2 separate regions of the Athene noctua genome follow, and region 1 is linked to region 2. Evidence: chromatin contacts called from public Hi-C data. All regions are on one chromosome and are shown on one strand. Each heading gives the region's core, a stretch centred on a gene start, on an enhancer-like site or on the middle of the called end of the contact. The rest is flanking DNA. Distances are from core to core; before and after follow the strand shown. Region 1 holds the start of CDKN1B (cyclin dependent kinase inhibitor 1B). Region 2 holds the start of DUSP16 (dual specificity phosphatase 16).

Region 1 (4,403 bases), core at 1,276-3,775, 180 kb after region 2:
TCCCTTTCCCCATCGTTTGTCCCAGCGCGACCCCAGCGTTGGAGAGGGGGCTGCGCTGCCCGCGGAAAGGCGCGGAACTACCGCGGCTACGGGGCACACCCCCTGCCTCCTCCCAGCCCCTCTGAAAGCAAGGGGTGGGGTGGTGTGATGGAGGAGAAGGAATAGAGGGATAAACCAAGGCGCAGCCCGCTCCTTTTTTATTTTCTCGTTTGCTTCCTTCAATGGCTTAAATTATTTGCGCCCCCGCCCTCCCACTTTGGCTTTAATTATTCCTTTTCAATATACTTGTGCAGCATCTAGGGGCTTAGTCCCAGGCCCTTGTGCTGGGAGAGGTATAAACAGCACAAAAAACCCCTAAAAAAAAATAAATTTCTTGTCCTACAGTAACTTCTTCTTTTCCAAGATAAATCAGCGCTGTTTCGCACTGCGGTTGCATTCTCGGTTGGGGCACGCAGTCTTTTCCAATATTTGGACCCTATTTTTTTTTTTTTCCCCTCCCTGGTATGTGTTTCTACTCTGATACAACGTCGTCATCCTACCCACGAGGGGTTTTGCCTTTCTTTTGCGGGCTCAGGAGACAAGCTGTGACTCCCAGGGAGCAGAGACTGGGAACTCCTCATCTAAGGAGTCAGTGGTGGGACACTGAGCGGGTTACCACAGGCAGGGTGAGCCCTGGGGGTGTCTTCAGGGAACCCCCAGATGTATTTTACAGATCACTTTCTTAGCCTACAATTATCTTTTTTTGTAGATCAACAAAACAAGCCAAGCGCCCCACACCTGACAGAGAAAGTGAGGAGAAGTTTGAAATGGCACTTCCTTGCTGGTGGCTATGGAAGTCAAAGACAGGAAGGCCTGGAGAAACGAAGATGAAATCCTGCAAATAAAGCAGATGAATAGGCCGCGCTTTGCCAGCTGACGCAGTTTTATCATGGGCTTGCAACTTCAAAAAAAAGCCTCAGCTCCTGCAGACATGAGAATGTCAGCTTTAATTTTCTGTAAGTGAATTGCTAGGACTTGCGGTTGCTGAGAAGAGTTGGAAAACAACTTCTGAGCGCTGAAAAACCCAGCAAACAAATAAAAATAACATGGCTAATATTTTATTTCAACCTTGTGGTTTTTAAACCAATCTCATTTGTTTTTTGTTTTTTGTTTTTTTTTTTTTGCCTGCGCACATCGGGTTTTTGAATTTGGGGTCTGGCAAATCTGAGATTACTGGGGCGAGTTGGTGTGAGCGGATGCTGGGGGCTACTGCCTCGGGGCTAATGATGGCTGTGGAATGGTTTTGTCCCCTCTCTAGTGTGTGCAGAGTTTATAGTGTATCAGTTCACAAGAGCAACAACAGCAAAGGTTTCAGTGGCCCATCAAACCTGTAGACCCCAAACGAGAGTGAGTTTCTCTGTAAGGACAGCGCAGGGTAGAAGCTCCACGTCTTCAAGACCAAACCAGCTGAGTTAAACTCAGTTGTGCGGACTCCTGCCTTGCTGAGATAGCTCATCACTGCTGCAGCCCCCCCTCCCCAATGAAAATTTGGAGAGGAAACCTGGCCAGGTGGATTAGTGTGAAGAGCCTCCAGCCCTCCTAAGATTCAGGCCCTGGATCTGGGTCCCTGGAAAAGTCAAAACCTTCATTCAGCACCTGCGAGCACCCGCAGCGTCCCACAACGCATGGAGGGGGCTGCCCTGCCTCGAGAGGGAAGATTTCAGAGGAAAGGGCTGGGGACGAGGAGGATGGAGAGGAGGACACTGCACTGCCCTTGTCTCCACCGTACCTGCTATCTGAGGAAGTTGGCTTAGAAAATCCCTGGCGGTGACTCTTGGCTCATCTAATCTTCTGAGCACACCAACAGGACAAAACCCAACGCTTTTGTTTTCTTTCCCTTCTTTGCCGAGATCTGAATTCCTTGGGGTTTTTTTTTAGAGCCATTTCTTCACTTAGTCCTGAGAAGGCAGCAAGAGGTGCTCCTCCTGCCCTCCCCTGGGAGCCCCCCCAGCCTGGCTCCTGGCTCTTGCAGTGGGGTCGGGGTGCTGTGGGGTCAGGGTGCTGTGGGGTCGGGGTGCTGCTCGCCCCCCTGCATACCCCGGGGAGAGGGGACACCCCCGCTACAACCAACCCCTGACCTCAAGGGGTGGGCGAACTGCATCAGAGCCCAACCCGTCAAAAATCAGAGCGGTGGGATTCTCCTGTCACAGGAATGCGCCAAAATCTCACCAGCCGCCACCACGACTGGGGTGTCTGAGGGGATGGGGGCGGTGGCGGTTTGGCTGGGACGGACACACAGACACAAACCCTGCCGGGCCCGGGTTTCGCGGACGGAGGTGGCGATCGTGGTGCCTTCCCGCCTCCAGCCCCCCCCCCCCCAGCTCCGCGGGGCATCACCCGCCGGGCCCGGCCCGACCGGGGCCACCTTTAGAGCCGGCGGCGGCGGCGAGGTGGGGCCGGTCCGACGGGGCGGCGCCCGCCGCCTTAACCAATAGCTCGGCCGGGCTGTTTTAAATAGACTCGTCCTGTCAATCAATTTCTTCTTCGTCATCCTCCCTTCAATCGCCATATTGGGAAACCGAGAAAAGGGCTCGTCTCTTGTTTTCATCCCTCCTCTCGCTTTTACTACGCGGCGGCGGTGCGAGCGGCGGGGGCATCACCACCACCCACCAGCTTCCCCCCCGCCCCGAACACAGGCGGGGCAGCGCAGCGCGGAGCCGGAGCCGCGGAGGGCAGCGCAGCTCCTCCGCCTCTGCGCGCTCCCTCTGCGCAACCGCTTCATCCAAACCCGCCCGGGGCTCCCCGACGGCGGCGACGGCGGCGGCTTTCGGGGTTTCCCCCACCCCGGGCCGGCGCTTATGAGAGGACATCTCATCGCCCCTTCTCCGCGGGCCGAGGGTGAGCGGGGCCGAGGCGCGGCCGGAACGCGGAGCAGCGCGGAGAGGAGGCGCGGAGGAGAGCCGCCGAGCGCCGAGAAATAAAAAGGCGGAGAAGAAGAGGAGGAGAGGAGGAGGAGGCTGGAGGCGGGGGGGGGGGGGGGGAGAGCTGCGAGCAAAACAACCGCCGCCAGAAGAAAAGAGGGTGGGGGGAGATGTCAAACGTCCGTATTTCTAATGGGAGCCCTACCCTGGAGCGCATGGAAGCCAGGCAGTCGGAGTACCCGAAGCCGTCAGCTTGTAGGAACCTCTTCGGGCCGGTGAATCACGAAGAGTTAAACAGGGACTTGAAGAAGCACCGCCAGGAGATGGAGGAGGCATGCCAGAGGAAGTGGAATTTCGATTTCCAGAATCACAAGCCGCTGGAAGGCAGGTACGAGTGGCAAGCCGTGGAGAAAGGGAGTTCGCCCGACTTCTACTTCAGACCCCCCCGGCTACTGAAAGCTGTCTGCAAGTCCGCCGGTCGCCAGAGCTTGGATGTAAACGGGAATTGCCAAACCGTGGTTTTTGTCGGTTCTCAGGGAATCTCAGAGGACACTCACTGTGTAGAGCAAAAGACTGATGTTTCTGAAAACCAGACGGACTTTGCAGAGCAGTGCACTGGGCAGAGGAAAAGACCTGCCACCGATGGTAAGGTACCCTCGCGAAAACCTCCGCCTGTCCCCGCGGGCAGGTGACACCGGGGCCCTCGGCCCCCTCCACCCCGTCCCACGCGTGGGTCGCGGGGGGCTTGGTGTACACCCCAGCCTGGAAAAAAAAAAAACAAACCACAAACAAAACCAACCCGGGTGGCTTGTTTGCGGTCCCGGGGGGGCTCCGCGTTCAATGGGAGCCGGTAGATGATTTTTAAGGAAAAGCTTTTAAAACAAGGGTCATCCCCCCTCCGCGTCCTCTCGCCGCCCCCCTGGGGTTACCCGGCCTCCTGCCCGGGTGGGAGGCGGCTCGTAACGCTCACGCGAAGCAAAAAAGGGACAGGGATTTTAGCCGAAAACAGGAAAGTTGGATCTCTTACCTAGAGAGGAGCCCATGTCCCCTCCCCCTGCTCGCTCTCACGTAGCCCAGAGCTGACAAGGGGATCCGGGAATACACCCCCCACCCCCCTCGGTTGCCGAGCAAACATCTGGAAGGAAAATATTTTAATATCACTCCCCCCCCCCCCCGGCTTGTTTTTAATGTTCCCCTCCTAGATTCCTCTCCTCAAAATAAAAGAGCCAACACAACAGAAGAAGAGGTTTCAGAAGACTCCCCCAGTTCCAGTTCAGTGGAGCAAACACCCAAGAAATCAAGCCCGAGAAGACATCAAACGTAAAAGCCTTTAGGTAGGTTCCCCTTAGGGTCCGGCCTTAGGATGCAAACAAGGGAAAGAAGGGGTGACCGCATGGGTATCCTGCGTTTGGGGGTGTCTTCACACCCCCCCACCTCTCCCCCGGGGTCATTTCTCCGCGGACGGAGTGTTTTTTCGCTGGGGATGGGGGTGTGGTGGAGGGT
Region 2 (4,568 bases), core at 1,222-3,721:
GCGCAGCTTCTGCTGATACCGTTCCTATGGACAGTTGAAGCTATTCTAGCTAAAAACAAACATCCTTGCCAGGCTAGGTGCCTTCACTGAAAGAAGAGCACGCATTTTACAGAAACAAAGATAAACTGAGCTCACTGTCTTCCACAGAAGTATTTCTGGTGTGATTTCGTTCCATTATATCTGCTTAGGTAGTTAACAAAACCAGAGCTACTGGGGCAGGAATGTATTTACGTGTTTTTATACAACATGTTGCATTTTTAAATGCTTAGTTGGGCTTTCTAGACCTTGGCACGTGTATTAAGCCATATAGCTACCACCTCTCATTAGCACAGGAACTGGCACCTTCTCTGCTGCTTTTACTTAATTTGATCATTTAAAAAGAGGCTTTGAAATTGGGTATTAAGATACACTGAAGAATTATTGTATTAAACAAGCGTAATGATGACAATTTATTACACCTCAGACATTTTTTATAGACTCCTTCCTAAAAATATTAATAAGCATACTCAGGAAAAGGCAGAATTTACTTTTAAGTATCACTATTCTTTGTATCTTTTATCATTAAAAATTAAAGCTAAAAATACACGTACAACCCCCCTGTTGCATACTCGCTCCACATTCAAATAGAAACCCCCAGACAACCAACATAAACAACTGTGATGAATGCTTCAATCTCCAATGGGCAGTGGGATGAACACCATAAAAAGAAATTAAGACTTACTATTTTTCCACCTCCCCTCAAAACACAAGAGTCTAAACCAACTCCTGTTTGGTCAGTTGTGACTTTGTAAACTCTGTATCTCCCAAACCACACGCTGCCAGGAATAGCATAAATCTCAAAAAGCAAGGATTACAAAATCATTTTGGGGTTTTGGTTGGTTTTTCTTTTTTTTTTCTTTTGAGAACCCCAACATACATCCTTACAAGGAGAAACAGTTCAATCTGCTTTCAGCTTTCAAAAACTAGCACAGATCTATTTATTCTGCTGGGTATACACCAAATGTTTGAACAAAAAAAAAGTTAGTCATAAGTCAGACAATACAGCTCGCTATGACTACACCCTTTGCTTGAAGGAAAACCTAGAGATCAATTTTCTATTTCAACCAGCTGAAATGACAATAAAGTAAATTCTCCTGGCTTTTTTTTTTTTCCCTAAAAAACAGCTTCCCATCTGACATCTAGCCGAATGTTTTCTTGGCTGCTGAAAAATCCTACCATTGGTCAGGCTTTGCAACAGGCACATCCCATACACCTGGTTCGGGAGGCACTGATGCGCGCTCAACTCCTCAACCCCGCCACTTCTACAGGGGAAAAAAAAAAAAAATATATACATATATATATATATATAAATTCAGGGGAGAGCATCTGTCAGGCCGCATCCTGGGGCCAGCCACAGAGTTACGGGAGCGCAACACCAGGTTAACAGTTTGCAATTTGCTTCGCTCCTGGACTCCACAGCAGCCCTCCATTTTGTCAACTGCCTCAATTTAAACCTCTTCTAAGTTGAAGGTAAAACTTCCAACATTTCTTCGGGAGCCCTCCGGGGCTTTAAAGCATCCTCGACCATTTTAAGCAGGGGGAAGCCTGTTCGGAGCAGCACTGTTTACTAAGTTTAGAAAGGCAGGCGCGCACGCCGAGGCTGACCAGCAGCCTCCCCAAACATCCCCTGCAGACGGTTTCGGGGTGCGCTGAAGCAGTCCGCGCTCTCTTGCTCATCCCCTCCAGCGGCGAGCTGCCCCCCCGCCCCGCACAAAAGCCGCCCGGCTTTCTCCCCCCTCTCCCCCGCCTTTACCAGGAGAGGCAGGTGGCTACCGGGAGGTGAGAAAGGACGAGGAGGAGGAGGAAACAGCCGGAGCCTCCGCGGGCAGCAGGTTGGGGGAGCGGGTCGGGGCGGCCCGTCGGTGTCGGTACCGGTGTCGGTACCGGTGTCGGTACCTCCCCACCCCCCTTCCCCCGTTCCTTACCACCTGCGCAGGCGGCCGGAGCCTGCCCGGGCCGGGGCAGCGACCTGTCGGCTGCGGGCTCTCTCCTCCGGAGGTGAAGGGGCAGCGGGGAAGGGCATGCGGGAGGGAGGGCTCCCGCCGCCCGCCTCTCCCTCACCTCCCTCCTCCTCCTCCACCTCCTCCTCCTCCTCCCCGCCCAGCCCTGCCCGGCCCCCCCCCGCACCCCTCCGGGCTGCTGCCGCGGGGCAGCCCCGGCTGAGGGTCCCTGCGCTCCTCCCGGCACTTACTGTTTCACCCCCCGTCTGTCTGTCTGTCTGTCTGTCCCCTCGGCAGGGATAAAAGTTGTCGCCACCGGCCTCGCCGCTGCCGCCTGAAACAACTTTGTCTCCTTCCAGCCGCTGGGAAAGCTCCTCTTTTTCCTTCTTCTTCAATTAAAAAAAAAAAAAACAAAACCAAAACACACAAAAAAACCCAAAAAACAGCAATTTAAAAAAAAAAATAAAAGAGAACAGAAAAACTATATTAGGCTTTTTTTTTTTTTTTTTTTTAAGAGGGGGAAGCGTGAAGGTGGGAGGGGAGAGGAGAAGAAAATGGAAACATTTGGAGTTTTTTTTTTCCTCTCTCCTCCCCCCCCCCCCCCCCCCCAAGATGGCTTGAGAAAATTAAAAGGGGACAGTGATAGGGGAGAGACGGGGGGACAGTGAAAAGCTCGGGAGGGGGTAGAAAGTTAAGGGGTTTGGGGGGTATTTTTTCGCTTTTTTTTTTTTCTTTTTTTTTTTAAAGTCTTCGGTTCCCAGATCCAAACGATTACAAACAAACGGGCCGAGCAGGCAGGCACAAGGAGGGGAGCGAGCGAGAGAAAAAAGAGTTTTGCTGGTCAGTAAACTTCAAGCTGCTGGGATGAGGTCATTGGTGTAAAAATAAAGCGGTGGCGTCATTTGAAACCAATCCCAGTGAATGAACTCAGCCGGGGGGTGAAGGTGGGGGAGAAGGAGAAAGAGGAGGAGCGGGGAGCGAGGATCCCCGCGGGGAGATGGAGGCGGCCACCGCCGCGCAGCCCCGGGTGGCGGGGAACCGAGGGGGGGGGGGATGTCTCACGCCGTCCCATGCTGTCACCGGGGGGGACACGCGTCCGCTGCCCCCGACCTCCCGCCGCAGCCGCCGGGCCGGCCCCTGGGAGGAGCCGCCGCCGGGGAGCGATTCAACCGAGCCGCCGCCGCGGCCCTTCCCCGCCCTTCGCCCGGCCCGGGGCGGGAGGGGGGAGGCTCCTCCCGCCGTGGCCCTCGCCTCCCCCTTCCCCTCCCCACAGCGGCCTCAGCGTCCCCCTCCATCCCCGGCGTCCCCCTCCGTCCCCAGAGCCAGCCCCGAGGCGGGCCCGTCGCCCTGGGCCTTGCCGGGCATGTGGCGCGGCACGACGCCATGGCGAGGCCCGTCCCTGCGCGGCCTGCCCTCAGCGCTCCCGCCGCCCAGGCCCGTCGTGCTCCCTGCCACCAGGTAAAGGGCCTTCGCTGGCTCCCTACGAACTGCTCTGGTCTTTTGATGGTCTTTTGATGAAGTAACGCTGGGCGGTGCGATGCAGAACCGTTAAAGTGTTAAGGCGGCAAACCCTCCCGTGGTAGTGTTGATGTGGGCAAAGCGCCCTGTTGGCTACACGAGGGCCTTCCCCTTTAAATAACCTGGTTCAATAAAAAAACCCCTTAAAAATCCAAAAGCAGTGACTTGAAGAAAGTTAAGTCTCACAGAAATACAATTATTTTTGTCCAACACGTGTCTGTTCTGACTAGTACCAATGTACTAGGTGCGTTCTTCAGCTGTTTTAAGGGTCCTGTCTGTCTTACGCATCCCATTCTGCGTACATCAGAATATTTTCTTTCTCCCTCAGAGACATCATCACTAAATGAGCCTGTCGGCACCGCTGGGTGTGCAGGGCCTCCTACATGAAAGAATTCAAACTCCAGTCAGTCACCTCTGACGGCTTTTGAATCCCCGTGCCACAAACCCGTGGAAGACAGCGTGAGAAAGAGGATTAACCGCACGCGTCCTGACGTTTTTGGTGGCTGTCTCTTCAAACCAAGTGCCTTGGGAAAGGCCCTCGGTGAAACGGTTTGTGTGGTTGGTGTTTCAGGAAGCGCCGAACAAATTACACGGTGGTGGGCTCTGTCCTGGCAAAACTGACCAAGAAGCACCTTGATGAGGGGTCTGGTGTTAAGGAGTTGCGAGCTGTCTCTCATGAGGAAACCTTGTTGGCTCATTAACTGAATTAACTGAACAGTCCCGTCCTCTGCAAGGGAGTGCAGAGCGTGCGGGCAAGGGAGAAGTCCTAAGAGAAGTCCAGTCTCCATAAGGCAGTGACAAAAAAAAGGTCAAAAGCCGCAAAGAAATTGTGGTAAAGCAATTTACATCGGTACGTTCACCGTTTTGCACGTCTTGTTGCCGCTAAAGAGCAGTTTTGTCTTTTTGTCTCAATTATCCAGTGGCCCTGAAATTACCTTTTGCAAACCCCCAAAGTATTGAAAGTCCGCACAGTTAACTGCCGGTTAACAGAGCTAGAACTGACCCATTTCAACGAAGGGGATCAGAGAGCGTGCCAGAGAAACTCGAGGTGACAGCCAGTGCCCCAGCTTA

Evidence for each region. Hi-C and Micro-C count contacts between places; a contact is called where the count stands out from the background.
Region 1: a Hi-C map of heart shows a contact between it and region 2, with 3 times the contacts expected there. The contact joins the promoter of CDKN1B here to the promoter of DUSP16 in region 2. A contact is called at or near these places in 2 of 2 Hi-C or Micro-C datasets (heart and liver).

Annotation. Positions count from the first base shown.
Region 1 is chr3:4,332,061-4,336,463 of bAthNoc1.hap1.1, forward strand. CDKN1B (cyclin dependent kinase inhibitor 1B) reads left to right here and starts at 2,526. Exons shown (of 3, transcript XM_074901809.1): 1 at 2,526-3,545; 2 at 4,103-4,234. The coding sequence starts at 3,071. The coding sequence ends at 4,224.
Region 2 is chr3:4,150,286-4,154,853 of bAthNoc1.hap1.1, forward strand. DUSP16 (dual specificity phosphatase 16) reads right to left here and starts at 2,472. Exons shown (of 8, transcript XM_074901802.1): 1 at 2,231-2,472.